5 separate regions of the Mus musculus genome follow, and all the other regions are linked to region 2. The links are chromatin contacts, called in public HiChIP or PLAC-seq and promoter capture Hi-C maps. All regions are on one chromosome and are shown on one strand. The core of a region is the stretch at or near the end of the contact, and the rest is flanking DNA. Distances in the headings are between cores, read along the strand shown. Region 1 overlaps Celsr1 (cadherin, EGF LAG seven-pass G-type receptor 1). Region 2 holds the start of Tbc1d22a (TBC1 domain family, member 22a). Region 3 holds the start of Gtse1 (G two S phase expressed protein 1). Region 4 holds the start of Trmu (tRNA 5-methylaminomethyl-2-thiouridylate methyltransferase). Region 5 holds the start of Cdpf1 (cysteine rich, DPF motif domain containing 1).

What was found. Promoter capture Hi-C pulls out the DNA fragments that hold promoters and counts their contacts. HiChIP or PLAC-seq counts read pairs in DNA pulled down with a chosen protein or histone mark. Capture Hi-C pulls out chosen DNA fragments and counts their contacts.
Region 1: a contact with region 2 is called in an H3K27ac HiChIP or PLAC-seq map of T-cell acute lymphoblastic leukemia, with 4 times the contacts expected there. The contact joins the enhancer-like site here to the promoter of Tbc1d22a in region 2. A contact is called at or near these places in 8 of 39 promoter capture datasets (the 3T3-L1 cell line, the C10 cell line, HPC-7-derived erythroid cells and 5 more), 4 of 15 datasets of contacts at CTCF or cohesin (the NIH/3T3 cell line, embryonic stem cells, large pre-B cells and 1 more), 30 of 484 Hi-C or Micro-C datasets (B cells, CD4 T cells, CD8 T cells and 15 more), 17 of 115 datasets of contacts at active chromatin or transcription factors (the 230-238 cell line, the SCID.adh cell line, T-cell acute lymphoblastic leukemia and 10 more) and 2 of 9 other capture datasets (embryonic stem cells and liver).
Region 3: a contact with region 2 is called in an H3K4me3 HiChIP or PLAC-seq map of pro-B cells, with 4 times the contacts expected there. The contact joins the promoter of Gtse1 here to the promoter of Tbc1d22a in region 2. A contact is called at or near these places in 4 of 39 promoter capture datasets (the HPC-7 cell line, cranial neural crest, embryonic stem cells and 1 more), 1 of 15 datasets of contacts at CTCF or cohesin (large pre-B cells), 6 of 484 Hi-C or Micro-C datasets (CD4 T cells, CD8 T cells, embryonic stem cells and 2 more), 12 of 115 datasets of contacts at active chromatin or transcription factors (the 230-238 cell line, the SCID.adh cell line, bone marrow-derived macrophages and 8 more) and 2 of 9 other capture datasets (adipose tissue and liver).
Region 4: a contact with region 2 is called in a promoter capture Hi-C map of pre-B cells, with 7 times the contacts expected there. The contact joins the promoter of Trmu here to the promoter of Tbc1d22a in region 2. A contact is called at or near these places in 12 of 39 promoter capture datasets (the 3T3-L1 cell line, 3T3-L1-derived adipocytes, the C10 cell line and 6 more), 4 of 15 datasets of contacts at CTCF or cohesin (the NIH/3T3 cell line, embryonic stem cells, large pre-B cells and 1 more), 18 of 484 Hi-C or Micro-C datasets (B cells, CD4 T cells, CD8 T cells and 8 more), 12 of 115 datasets of contacts at active chromatin or transcription factors (the 230-238 cell line, the SCID.adh cell line, acute myeloid leukemia and 7 more) and 3 of 9 other capture datasets (adipose tissue, embryonic stem cells and liver).
Region 5: a promoter capture Hi-C map of adipose tissue shows a contact between it and region 2. The contact joins the promoter of Cdpf1 here to the promoter of Tbc1d22a in region 2. A contact is called at or near these places in 1 of 39 promoter capture datasets (pre-B cells), 3 of 484 Hi-C or Micro-C datasets (CD8 T cells, Th1 cells and natural killer cells), 2 of 115 datasets of contacts at active chromatin or transcription factors (large pre-B cells and pancreatic cancer cells) and 1 of 9 other capture datasets (adipose tissue).

What each region holds. Positions count from the first base shown.
Region 1 is chr15:85,907,958-85,910,750 of GRCm38.p6, forward strand. The region is part of intron 24 of Celsr1 (cadherin, EGF LAG seven-pass G-type receptor 1); the gene reads right to left. Among named protein-coding and RNA genes, the nearest start is that of Trmu, 30 kb to the left of the region's middle. Within about 2 kb of position 1,379, at least 53 of the 459 cell types and tissues checked have an H3K27ac peak or open chromatin away from gene starts, as enhancers often do. A contact at or near this core is called in the CH12 cell line, the G1E-ER4 cell line, the MNK3 cell line and 5 more, where this site is marked.
Region 2 is chr15:86,213,056-86,215,755 of GRCm38.p6, forward strand. It overlaps Tbc1d22a (TBC1 domain family, member 22a), which reads left to right and starts at 1,404. Exons shown (of 13, transcript NM_145476.2): 1 at 1,404-1,581. The coding sequence starts at 1,520.
Region 3 is chr15:85,858,403-85,861,194 of GRCm38.p6, forward strand. Gtse1 (G two S phase expressed protein 1) reads left to right here and starts at 1,305. Exons shown (of 12, transcript NM_001168672.1): 1 at 1,305-1,392; 2 at 1,602-1,693. The coding sequence starts at 1,669. Ttc38 (tetratricopeptide repeat domain 38) reads left to right here. Exons shown (of 14, transcript NM_001033337.4): 14 at 1-420.
Region 4 is chr15:85,878,020-85,880,719 of GRCm38.p6, forward strand. Trmu (tRNA 5-methylaminomethyl-2-thiouridylate methyltransferase) reads left to right here and starts at 1,308. Exons shown (of 11, transcript NM_028063.2): 1 at 1,308-1,439. The coding sequence starts at 1,358.
Region 5 is chr15:85,810,327-85,813,101 of GRCm38.p6, forward strand. Cdpf1 (cysteine rich, DPF motif domain containing 1) reads right to left here and starts at 1,371. Exons shown (of 5, transcript NM_197998.2): 1 at 1,313-1,371; 2 at 576-722.

The DNA of each region.
Region 1 (2,793 bases), core at 129-2,628, 310 kb before region 2:
CAGGGTCTCTAGTGTCCCCAAAGGGCAGCAAAGCTCCTCTCTTCTGTCTAATTCAGCAGAAATGGCTGAGCATGACCTGGGGTCACTACCAAGAGTGCGGGTAATTCAGGAACAGGGGATGGGCAAAGCACTAGTTTTTTTTTGTTGTTGTTGTTTTTGTTTTTGTTTTGTTTTTTTTTTTTTGAGAATATTTTTGTGAGCTTGTTCTAATTTTTAAATATTTGATTTTTAATATTTATTATTATATCTAAGTACAGTGTAGCTGTCTTCAGACACGCCAGAAGGGGGCATCAGATCTCATTACGGATGGTTGTGAGCCACCATTTGGTTGCTGGGATTTGATCGCAAGACTTTCGCAAGAACAGTCAGTGCTCTTACCCGCTGAGCCATCTCCAGCCCCAGTTTGTTTTTGTTTGTTTGTTTTTAATGTATGTGTGTTCTGCTGCATGTATACCTGCAGGCCAGGAAGAGGGCATCAGATCCTCTTATAGAGGGTCATGAGCCACCATGTGGTTGCTGGGAATTGAACTCAGGACCTCTGGAAGAACACAGCCAATACTCTTAACTGTTGAGCCATCTCACCAGGCCCTACTTCAAGTTTTTATTTTAAAAACACTATGGAGTGGCATTTGCTCAGGCCAAAAGCTCCCGGGCTGAGACCTCAGCCTATGTTCCCAGAAATGCTAGCCAGTAGGTGCAGCCGGGGTTCTAGGGAGCACTTCTTCCAGGGGCCTCTCTGTCCAGTAGGAACAATGTCTTGATGTTTTCTGCGGGTCCAAGACCACAGAAGGAGGAGACTCTTCTACCCATCTGCCCTTAGCCAGACAGTGCTATGTGTCAGGCCAAAGGCCATGTGCTACAAATGAGAATGCGGCACGTGGGCTGAAGGACAGCACGCATCTCCTTGAGGAATGAGTCAGCAAGGAAGCCAGCTCTGCCTGCTGGTGTACAGAAGACCCAGCAGTGTCAGGAACAAGGTCATGGGAAAAAGGACAAGGGACAAGGGACACTGAGCTCCCAGAGTTTAGCCTAGGGAGGCATTCATATAAACCCAGCCTGAGATGTTCCACAATGAGACTTGAAGATGTAGCCCAAGGGCAGCTGCTCATGGGCCTTTTGGGAGTCAAGGCCTAGACAGAGCTTCCAGGCTAGCCCGCTGGAAGATAACGGTAGGTTTCCCAGCAGGAAGTTAAGCCAGGCAGGGTAGAAAATGAGAGGGGACAGAGAGGAAGGGGAAAACCTGGCCCTGTTCACACTGGCCACCTGGAAAAACCCAGGCCACACCCACAGCTTACCCACACCATTAACCACAGCTGCAACTGACCCCACCCACAACTAGGCAAAAGTCACCCTGGCCACAAGCACAATCTAACCCCACAGCTGGCCACATCCTCACCAAAGTCCACCCTTGACTGGCACACCCATGCATGGGGCCCACACTGGCAGCTGTAGTCCAATGTTCTGCCCTTGACCATAACCCTGTATCTTCCCAGAGGAAAGCACCGCCCCCCCCCCCACCTCACTCCCACAGATTCACAGACATAGGAGGAGAGCCATAAACTCAACCTCATCCTAGATGTGACTATGTTCAAATACCAGGTCACCGCACTCTGAGGAAAGGCAACAGAGCACAGGCTGGAGGGTACCCTGACAGAACCACCTGATGCCAGGTCAGCCTCCAAGGGTCACATGCTCTCCAGAGATAACACCCGGACAGTGCAAGGGACCTATGTGAGCACGCACACTTGTCACCTACACTGCAAAGCTGAAGACAGAAACAGGGCTACAGCTGGGGCATGCTCTCTGCTGGCATCTCAGAATGCCAGCTGTGAGGGGGCAAGCCTGAGCTGGATCCCCCCCCCCATCCCCATACGCCATTTCCGCAGTGGAAAGTGGGGCTGGCTCAGCTGGAGGAGGAGGAGGAGGAGGGTGGGAAGGCTGGCTGGCTGTTGCTTTAAATGATGAACAAATAAACCTCAAACAAAACAAAAAACCGCCATTTGAAAAAGGGCAGGAAATCAACCATAGGATCTGGCGGGGTTGTGTGGACACGCTTCTACACTAAACATACTCGCTTTTCCAGAACAGAACAAACACACACTAAATCATTTCAGCCTGTCAGGCTTCTGGGAGATAAACGGCCTCACCTGGAGATACGAATGGGAGTTTAGATAAAACTCAGAAAACCTGGGCACCGTGCCAAGCCCCTGCCACCACACACTGTCCTCCTGGGGTGCATTTGCCTGCTCTGTGCCCCCCTGGTGCCTGGAAAGCTCTCATGCCAGCAGGGGCCGAGTCAGAAGTGAGCCTTGGCCTCTCAGTGAGCTGCATGCCGTGCTTAGCAGCAGGGAGTGGCTCGAAGCTGTTGACTACTTTTCTCTATCCAGACCTTGAGAAGGCACACCTACAGGACCCCAAAATGAGTCTCAGCTTGCTGAGCCTTCGAACGGGCCTCCCATGTCCACGCCTGGGAGATGAATCCCATATCCATGCCCGCTCTGGGAGGAATAATATCTGGCCTTGGAGGGTGGCAAGGAGGTTTGGTCCTGGTTCATCGGATCCAACCCTGTGCTACTGTGACCCTACAGGAAAGCCACCAGGTTCATCAAGAGGACTGGGTCTAGGATGGCCCAGGAAGCCATGCCTAGGAGGTAGCAGGGTCTGCTCTTTTTTCCTGAGGGGTCTGATCACCCAGGAAGGTCTCTGAGCTGGCTGGGAAACTCCAGCTCTCGTCTTCTTCCCGCTTCTGTCCCAGAGCCTGACTTGGACCTCAAATCTCCATGCCCGGGTAGC
Region 2 (2,700 bases), core at 154-2,653:
TCCATAAGTTGTGCCTGAAGGGGTCACCTAGGACCTGTTGACATTGTCCCTGGTATTTCCTGAAGTTTCTATGCTTGTGTCAAAAGGGATTCCTAGAGAGCCCGGTATTGTCATCCAGACAGCAAACATTTGGGATGTACTATTTCAGTTCCTAAGGCTCCGGCTGTGCAGGAAATGAAGAGGAACAGGTGCCACCCCTTTCTGCAGAGTCAAAGTGGAGTCAGGTAGCTGCTGCAGTCTAAAAGGAGCTGCAGAAGGCTTTACTCTTAAAGAATGGGAACAAAGTTGAGATACAGGGCTCTAGGCCATTGACCCTGCTCTGAGTACTGAGGATAAGTCTGGCATACAACTGGGCTAAGCTATATAAGGTTCTTTAGTGTGATTTCTTGCATCCACCATGTGCTAACCCAACACCACTTTCAATATGTCTAGAAGTCTGGGTCTTGAGAATATAGTCAGGGCCTGGGTTAAACAGGAAGACCATATCAAAAGCAGAAAAAGTGCACGAGACAGCTGTCGTGAATATGTTTCTCAGTAGTAAAGGCCACAAGTTGGCATTACCAGTGTTTCACTAAAGCTCCGGCCTGAGATGCCAGCCTCTCACCCTTGAGTCTAAGATCATAGAAATTTTACACCAATCACGTAAGTAATTTCAAGTAGCTACACTACACAGCAAAAAGTGAAAGTAAACATAACAATATATTCTACAGAACCCAATATATATAAAGTATCATTTAATGTAAACTTATAATTAACATTTCCGTATTAAGATTTTTGGATCTTGAATGTATCTTACAATTAAGCACACTTTACTGCGGTCTTGGAAGCACGCAAGCGCCGGCAAGATGAAGTCTTCGTGTCTCCGTGCCTATTCGTTTTTCAGCTGAAGCCCAGGCAGATCCCCGCCATCGCTTCAGATGTGCTCCGGTGGAAGTCGCTTCCTTCACCTCACTGTGCAGTGTTTACTGATCCGGGGTCAATGCCCTGGCGATGAGGCTTGGACCACACTACAGCGGGAGAAGCTCTCCATCCTCCCGCTCGCCTGTCCGCCCGCAGCAGGGTCCCGATCTGCCTGTGCTCCTTCTGGTTCTCGGTACTTGCTGGTTGGCTGCGAGCAAATAAGACCGACTCGGACCCCAGACGCACGCGGCTCCGGAGTTCATGGCCGGGGATCAGAGGCCGGGATCCAGAGACCTCAGTCCGTGCCGCTCGACCCGAGCGCTCTCAGCGCCGCCAGAACATACGCAGCTCGCAGACTCCGCTTTCCTCCCTGCGCTACAGCCACGCACATATCCCAGCGTCGCCTTCTCATGGCGTCAAGCACTGCCCGAAACGAAGGCGGGACTTCCGGAATCGCCGAGTCACAACTTCCGGACGGAGGCGGAAGCGCCTCTCGGCTCTACGCTTCGGAGTCCTGGTGTCTCTGAGGGGGCCGCCGGGGCACAGGAGAGGGCCGCTGGAGGTGTGGCCGACCGCTCTCGGGTGTCAGGGTTGCGGATCTGAGGGATGAGGAGCGGCCATGGCCAGCGACGGGGCCAGGAAGCAGTTCTGGAAGCGCAGCAACAGCAAGGTCCCGGGCAGGTGGGTGTGACGGGGAGGACCCGGTCGGGGTCAGGGGTCAGAGGTCAGGTGGCCGTGCTGTCCCGTTGCAGTGCGGGTGGCGTAGGAGTCTGGGGAGGAGAACCTGGCTCCTAGGAGACTGTTGGGCTATGTGAGGGGCTAGGGGAGTCGGGGTCGGCAGTGGGCGTGTGGGAAATGAAAGGTGACAGTGGCCGTACCAATGAGCAAGGAGGACGAGGAGCTGCCCCAAGTGCTTCCAGAGCCTGGCAGGCAGGTTCTCTCCTGCGAAACTCCATGACTCCCTGGGGAAGCTGGAAGAAACTGACCCAGGTCATGCCCTGGAGAGTTTGGTTGAGTCAGGAAACTGGCCAGGGAGAGGCAGTGCCTGCAGGGGAGGTCGGTCTCTTCGGGGTGCATAGTGGTTTGAGCACTTGGGTTTTCGTCTGTCACATGTGGGCTGATGCTTTTCCTTTGAGCGTGGAAGCGCCTTGTGAATTTCTGTGGTCCCACCTTCTGGCCTCTGGACACCGGTCTTTTGACAGCAACAGGAAACACAGAATAATAATAAAAACACCTGGGTGCAGTCTGGAAGCTATCGAGCTCCAAAGTCCTTCTGTGATTGGTTATGTGGCCTGATGCCTCTCTAGGTCTTAGGGAGTGAAGAGACAGTACCCGGAAATGTATTTCAGAAAACTCCATCACAAGATTTCAAACATAGTTTATTCTGTTTTCTAGCCAAAGTCTCAGATATGAAATTTAAGATTCTAACATTAGCCACCTCTCCAGTCCTGAAGGTTTTGACATTGAGGTAACTTAAGTAGAACCATTCGTGAGCTCGGAAAATGGTCTGTCTTCCTGTGCTTCCTAAGAGACACCATTGTGTGAATGTTAAATTTGTAAACTCGGATATCCACTGTATTCAACCACAAAATGTGCTTTTCAAAGTGGCTGGGGCTTGGCACGGGTTACTGACTGCTGGGCCACAGTGACTTGGGAGATGGAGGAAGTCCTCAGAGGTACCCAGACACTGTATTTTTTACAGGACCTGGACTGGGCTTGCTTGAATAGTTAAGAACTTTTATAAAAGCTATTATTATAGTTTATGATGAGTAGAAGGTCCTACTGTGACAGGGATAAACA
Region 3 (2,792 bases), core at 55-2,554, 350 kb before region 2:
AAGCCTTCCACCCTGCCTGTGGGCTGGTGACAGTGCCTTCTCTTTGCCCCATAGCCCTTGGCACTTGCCCTTGCTATTGAACCACTTTGTGCTGTGATCTCTGGTATTCAATGGCTTCCATTGAATGCCTTGTCTGTAAAAGCTGGTATGTGTAGGCTTTCATGAAAGAAGGCATGCATCTGCCAGGGACAGGCGACTGATCTTAAAGGGAAATGTGTATGCGTCTGGAGAGATGGCTCCATGGCTGAGCACTTGCCGTTCTTCCAGATGACCAGAGATCAGTACCTAGCGCCCACGTAGAGCCTGTAAATCTAGCCTCAAGGGACCTGACACTCTCTTCTGGCCTCTGTAGGCACTTGCATACCTGTACATACGCACACGTCGGCAAAAAAAATAAAATAAAAATATTTTTAAAGCCAAGAGAAAATGTAAATAGCAGTGAGTTACTATGGGTATGCTTTCCTGAACATCTACTATGACCTGATATGATACAAAGAGAAGTGTTGGTGAACTTTACTGCCCAGTGGATAGCCCCAGGGATGCAGGGATTTCATGCACAGGAGCTAAAGGCTTGGACCACAGATGTGACTGCCACCGTGGTCTTGCGCCCCCCCCTCCCGCCCCCGGTGTGAATCAGAAAAGCCTGGCCCTTAAAATTCCAGATACACAGAACCGGTCACCATCCCCAGCCGGTGGGAACCTTGGGTCCGACGAAGCCAGCTTGCCTACTAGTGAGCCAGACCTGGCCGATGTGTAGAGACGACATCCAGACTTGATGGCCTTCTTGATGGCTATCCAGGCCAACCCTGGACTTCCTTGAACCAACAGACCTTGAAGCCAGTTTCCTGCTCATTGCTATCCAAAGGCATCTAACATATTGGCAGCAAAGAAGTGCTAAGACCGGCTCTGTCACTCTTCTGCATTTGAGGGAAAAGGGAGGGCCTGCACACCAGAGTACAGGAGAGAGGCCTTAGGCTGCAGAGAGTACCCGGACGCATGAGAAATACTGGAGATACCAGGACAAGCACCGGAGAGAGTCGGGACAAATTCCTTCCTAGCTGCCTGACCATCTCCTATGCCCCACCATCACCGCCTCGGTCCCTTTTGCTAGCACAGCCACAGGCGGAACGCTTAAATCCTTTCTGTGTCTCCGGAGGAGGAGAGTCATGGGAACTTCCGGTGGGAGTTTCCTGCGCCCAGCGGAGCCAATCCGTGGCTTGGAGTCTTGGGCATTGGTCTTGTACATCAGCACTCTGACTACATTTCCCAGGCTGCACCGAGAGCGTCTCCTGTTTAAACAGGCCAATCGGCGGCCGGCGGAGCCGGGCGCCGCGTTTAAACCGGTGCCGGAGACCCAGCTGGATTTTATGCCTTCCCGGTCAGAGGCGAGGGGTAAGGAGTGGTCGTAGCGCTGGTCCCGGAGAGTGGGGAACCGGGTCCCGAGCCGCAGAGATCCGGGGAGGACGGGCTGCGGTGCCAGCTCTGCAGCTCAGAGCCGGAAATCCGTTACCCCGCCTCGGGGCGCACAGTCTGGGAAACCGGGAGCAAGTTGGGGCTTGCCTCTGACTTGCCTAATTCTCCCGTCCCCTTGCTTCCTGCAGCGAACTCTGTGGAAGGAGGAGACGGCCGCGACGTGCCTTCGGCCAACCAGTGGAGAGAGAGGTGAAGATGGATGCTGGTAGTAAAAAAGAAGGTAAGTCCTTTCTGTTCGTAAGGCTGTTCTGGAGTGTATTCCTTTTCACCCCAAACAAAATAGAGAGGGCTACAACAGATCAAAGAAACGAAGTCTGGATTGATAAGCAAATAAATTTAACTGAAGTTACTTACAAGGACATTAGCAATTCATAGCTCCACCACCAAAGAAGCCCCTACAACATCCCCACCCACTTTTTAAAACCACTTATGTAATCTTAAGAGGGGCCTCCCCCCACTTCCAGAAGGGCTTTAAGTGGGGGTCTTAATCTTGTGAGGGTCTCCTGTGGTTAATCACAGTTGCTGTGCTATCAAAATGGCAACAGCTTTCTCTTGCACTGAGCGCAGAGTCCCTCACTCCACCCATTCCCCTGTGGTTCATTCTTTTCTCCTCCACTGACTTACTTTGTTTGCTTTTCCTTTCTTGCTTGTTTTTTTGAGCCCTCACTTTGTAACCCGGAACTCACTCTGTAGTCCAGGCTGGCCTTGAATTCATCGAGAGCCACCTTCGGAAGCCTTCTGAGTGCTGGCAAATTCTTTGAAAAGCAAGACTTGCTACGTGGTGGCTGCACACGCCTTTAATGCCCCAACTGCAGAGGCAGGCAGATCTCTTGAGTTTTATTTCAAGGCTAGCCTAGCCTGGTCGACAGAGTGAGTTCCAGAACAGTTAGTTCTCTTTGTAAACCTACACAGTGAAACCCTGTCTAAAAGAGGGGAGGAGGAATCTTTACGATGACTTGGTTTGTGTGTGTGTGTGTGTGTGTGTGTGTGTGTATGTGTATGTGTGTGTTTGGGGGTGGTAACCAAGGTGTGCAAGCACCTGAGGGTCCCAGGGCTTGAACTCAGGTCATCAGATGTGGTGGGAAGTAACTTTGCTCCCCTGAGTCTTAGAGGGTTGATGTGGGTTTACAATTATTTTCTCCCTTTTAGGGCTGAGCACTGGGCCTTTGCACCCTATCAGGTTATGTATCCTCTTTGACACCTTAGGAGACTGCTTAACACAGTGATGCCCATTATAAGAAGCACCTCTAATGACCTAGGCTGGCAGCCCAGTCCAGTAATTTATGAGCATAAACATAAAGGTTTAGAATGCAACTTAA
Region 4 (2,700 bases), core at 58-2,557, 340 kb before region 2:
TGTGGTTTGCACATCCGAATCACAGACCAACCTGAAGGAAAGTTAGAGACGGAATTTTGACAGGAACTGAAGCAGAGGCCATGGAGGAACACTGCTTACTGGCTTGCTCCGCATGGCTTGATTAGTTTGCCTTCTTTTACAACCCAAGATCACCTGCACTGGTGTGGCTCTCACATCAATCAACAAATCTCACAGACTTGTCTAAGGGCCAATCTAATGGAAGCATTTTCTCAATTGATGTCCCCCCACCCCTAGCTTGTGTCAAGTAGACAAAAATTCTAACATAGGTTTGTCTGGTTTCTGCTACTTTGTGGTTGGCCCTATCATAGGTTCTGGTAGGAAAAGTGAGATTTGCTATACTAAATGCCCATACCCAAGAAGGGAGGTCCTGGTCCTCAAGGCTAGAACACTCCACAGACATGACCCCCTGCCCTTTTGTCTCTCTCTCTCTCTCTCTCTCTCTCTCTCTCTCTCTCTCTCTCTCTCTCTCTTCTCTCTCTCTCTCTCTCTCTCTTTCTGTCCCAGGACTCGTATCTATTTTCTTCCAGCAGCCACTCAACATCTGTCATGTGCGAGGCCCCCCACAATCAATTCAGGAAGAGCCACAGCTCCAGCCTGAGGTCCCCAAAGCATCCACTCGTTAGAGCTGATCCCCGCAGAGTGCTCGTTCGTCCTCCAAGAATGGCCCACGAAACAAACACTCTTAAATCACAGGCACCAGGATGAACAGGTGCGACTCCAAACTCTCCCAGTCTTCCGTGGCCCATCCTTCCCAGCTACTGTCTGGGTCTGGTTAACTACGCTCCCATCCCCTACTCCAACCCGTTGACTGAGCTGCTAGCAAAGCCTTACTGAGCAACGGTCCACTATGCTTTGTCCTCCACTGGCTCTGCACCCGCCAGGCCCGCAAGCATCTAGAATCCAATGAGAACGTGTTGACAGCCCTGTCCCTCCAGCGGGTAAACAGGAGGAGCCAGCGGCCGACACAGCATCTCGACCTTGTGTGTGCCCAGGAACGCCTTTGAGACCTCAAGCCCGAGCGGAGGCTGTTCCTGGTGCAGCTGACCCAGGAGCGCCAGCTGAGCACAGAAGAAAACGTCGCAAGGGCAGCGAGTGGTGGCTAAGAAGCCGGACCCGACCAACTCATCGCTGGCCTATCTGGGACATGCTGCCACCTAGTGCTCCTCGGCCGATCCGCCGCGCGGAACCCAAAAGCCTGCAGAACACTGGGTGAGCGGAGCACGTTTCCCGCCGGGTGAAGAGTGAGGACGCCCCCCCCCCCCGTCCCCCCCGTCCCCCGGAGGCTGGGACTTCCGGCGTAGCTTGGACGCAGCCAGAAAGCTCGCGGTGTAGCCTGATGTCGGCGCTGCGGCACGTCGTGTGCGCCCTGTCTGGCGGTGTGGACAGCGCGGTGGCGGCGCTGCTGTTGCGGCGGAGAGGTGAGGCCAGGGTTCCTCACTGGGGACAGGAGCTTGGGCTCCTCCAGGTCTGAGGCCTGGCCTTTTGCAGACTCCGCGGGCCTCCAGGCGAGGACACCGCCAACTCTAATGACAAAATCACTCCAGTGTTCTCCTTCGTTGGATGACAAACTTCACTCCGAACAGCTACCAGTTCTTCCTGACTTGTAGATGTAGCCTCATGGGTCCTTAGGGTTCGGATCTGATTCCAACGACCGGTGTACATTCCTCCTGCTGTGTGGCCCCACCTTGTGTCAACCTCTCCGCATTCACCTTGGCGGCTTTTAATGGAGTCCCCCTCAGCCGTGGATCATCTTCCCCGGGGCACGCGGGGTGCAGAGGCGCGGGGCCAGGAGCCTGGGCTTGGGCAAGTTAACTAAGCACCCCCCAGTAAAAATGGGATGACCCGTAATATGGGATGACTGGAATGATTAAATGGCACAGTATGTATTGAAAGGGTTAGCTATACAATGTGAGATATATCGGAAAGCAGGAGCGATTCTTTTATAATCACAGCTGTTATGACAGAGTAAAAGAGCCACAGGATACAGGTGTGTACTATGGTGAGAAAGGAAGAGGGAAGCATTTCTCTACAAAGAACTGGCTGCAGTAACACAGGCAGGAGGCAGAGGAGAGAGTGCCGGCCAGAATAGGATATAGTGGGGTTAGTGAAGCTGACGGTATTAAGGAATTTGGGGTAATGTTGAGTAGGCAGTGTGAGTCTTTGAAGGTTTCCAATGAGAACTGTGTAACTAGATGCTTTGGGAAGTGGCAAAGGTTGGCATCATTCTTACAGATTTATCTTTTACTACTAAAGGGAGATCAACTGCTGCCTAGTTTTTATGTCACATTAAAACTATGTGACATGTTAGGGTCCTCTGGTAGGAGGGAACCTCAGCTGAGAAACTGTCATCACCCTGGCCTGTAGGCTAGTCAGTGGGGCCTTCTCTTAATAATTGGTGTAGGAAGCCTCGTTCCATTAGGAGTAATGCTATCTCTGGGCAGGTGGTCCTAGGTTTTATAAGAAAACAGGCTGAGCAGGCCAAAGAAACAAGCCCATAAGCAGTATTCTTTTATAACCTATGATTCAATTCTGCCTTCAGGTTCCTGACCTGAGTTCCTGCCCCAGCTTCCCCTGATGGTAGACTGTGACCTTTAGGGCCAAATAAATCCTTTCCTCTCCAAGATGCTGTTGATCGTGGTGTTTATCATAACAGTGGGAACCTAGCCAAAACAAAGGCTC
Region 5 (2,775 bases), core at 121-2,620, 400 kb before region 2:
AAACGCCCCCCATCTGATAGGTCTATCTAACATCTCCACTGTGTGTGGCTCTGTGCCTATTTTGGTCCTTGGCAGCAAAGCTGTTTCTTTGCTCTTCCTTGTGGTCTCAATCTGAGTTATAAACTGGGGTTTGTTGGTAAGGTGGTAAAGGTAAAGGCAGCATTGTGGACACGTATGCTTGGCTTGTGCTGCTTGGTGCTGAATCAACCCAGTAAGTGAAGTGGGTTTGCCTTTCCTGTTCTTCTGCTACACTGGCTACGCATTTACTTGTGCTTAGGTGTACTGGCCTCTCTGATACTATTTAAGGACAGATTCACGTGCCTCCTGCCGCCTCCCTTCACTGGACGCAAGAATCTGCTCTTGCCATAGAGCATACTTTCCTGCCCTACCAAAGTTAGTCTGAAACTTTGGTCCCCTTGAAAGATCCAGGCAGATGAATTTATACAGCAATCACAGCCTTTCCCAGGTCAGTTTACAGGAAAGTTATAAAGACTTCAGTTCTGTCCTTCGTCTTACCCATCAGCACCCAGGGCATGCTGGAAAAAAGCCCACGGTGGGTGTTTCTATTGGCTCACCAGGAGGTTGGGGTGGGGAGGTGTATCCTAGTCCACTTGATAAGGCTGCATTCTTAACTGTTTGATGGCACTTCTATATTCAAGGCCTTGGAGGCCCCGCCTCTCCGTAAATTGCTGGGTCAGTGGTCTGATGGCAACAGCAGCTGTCTGATGAGTTCGAGAAAACGCGATTCTTGGATTTGTATCGAGCTGTATCGGAATTCCTACTAGCCTTTCAAAGTTCCCATCCCCAGCTCCAGCCCCAGCTGCGCGCCCGCCTCTAACCCTTTGCGTCCTACAGAACCGAGCTTTGGAGCCAGAAAGGAGCATATGTGCGCCTTGGAAACTGACAGATGTCCCGACTGACGTCTAAAACGGAAATTCTATTTTGGGTGTGCGCGAACCTAGCTAGTGGTATCTTAATTCGCACGTCACAGGCCCTCGCCGAGGCTGCTGGGCGCGCTGCCCTTGCAGCAGGTGACAGTCAGGAGACAGTCCCAGGATAGTGGGACTCCGCCAGAGCCTCCTCCTCCCGCTCTGAGTCTCCCCAGGTCAACAGGGCTCCGCCTGGCGACCATATACACCACGGTCCGAGCCACCCGCGCACAGCCCTCCCCGTGCTGGGTGTCTAACGCCTCCCCCACCCCCACCCCTCGGCTTCCAGAGGCACCGAGGACAGATCCAGCGAGCCGGAACACAGAGGGGACATTTCCAGCTAGCCACGCGCGTTCCTGCAGCACACTGCCCCGCAAACTCACCACCTCCCCTCCGGGACCCCCAGAGCGCCTGCGTGGCCCGCCCACAGTACTAGTTCCGCCTCACTGCGCCTGCGCGGCTCCGCCCTAGCTCCTCTGAGGCTCCGCCCTCGATCCATGGCATTTGTGCAGCCCAATCTCATCACCCGCTGAAGCTCCGCCACACTACCGGTTTCCCCCGGTTTGCCTCATGGCGCCTAAGCAACTCCACTCTGTCCCAGCCTCCTTAAGCAAGAAAAGCCAAAAGAGCGTCCTTGCCGGGGTAGAGCTTTACTGTCGCTTCCGTTTCCGCTGCTAGCTTATAGTGATTGTGGGTCGCGGCTGGAGAGCTCTCTGGGCTTCAGAAAAAAAAAACATATTCTACCTAAATCTTGCCTGGTGCACCAATGAATGTACTGGGGTTATTTTCTGGGAGAAGGGACTCAGGCAACTGCAACGTTGAAAAGTCTACCCAGTGGGAGTGATGGCCTACGAGCTGTCTCTGGGACTTTGCACGATTTGGAAGTAGTTCCACCTATCTCCTGCAGCAGTTGCTCACGGTTTTGGGAAAGGGGCTTTATGGATATTCTTAACTTAGTTAAGTTTAGTGAGCTTTCTGATTCTTGTACGTCCTGATCTGCCTCCAGGAGGGAATGTTTCCATCTACAAGAAAAGCCTATATAACACTTAACTTCTTCTTGTGACTCTTATTTACCCCTCCTGGCTAATGTTCCCTGAACCTTGGAAGGAGTTACATAGAAATCTAATTCTTTTCTTACATTCTGGCTGGGCATTGGACCACTATGCCATGGGGGTAGGCATTGGTTCACAGTTATTTAACTGGTTTTGAGTCTCCTCAGTAACTACCACAGTTTGTCAAGATGAAATTTCCTCCACACCTGAGGCAGATAGCAGCAGTAATCTATGGGTAAGAAATACAAGTATTTAGAAGGAATGTCTGTTCATTTAACAAAACAATTACAGTACTGTCCCCACTGGAGCCTATGACCACCAGCCACAAGTTTTTGCACAGGTTTATAAGGCCAAACATAGGTTCCCTCCTGTGAAGCCTCAAATCCAACCAGAAAGTGTTGTCAACATCAGTACTGGCTTACCACTATTGCACCAGGAGACATACTTTGCCTGGCACAGTGACATAATAGAATCCATAACTAAGTAGGATCCTTGGCAATAATTCTCCCTCAGCAGCCTGGACTCCCTCAGCAGTTTTAGCCTGACTTCTCCATATCCTGCAATATATAAGTATTTTCATTTAATTTTGGCATGCAGACAACAATAGTGGAAATTGCCTTTCTAGTTTCTGGGACTTAAAGGGTTTTCTTAGCTAGCAACTCATAGGGACATAGCCTGCCTTTAACGGTGTGGGCTTTCTTTTCTTTTCTTCTTTCTTTCTTTCTTTCTTTCTTTCTTTCTTTCTCTCTCTCTTTCTCTCTTTCTTCCTTCCTTTCTCTCTTCCTTTCTTTTAG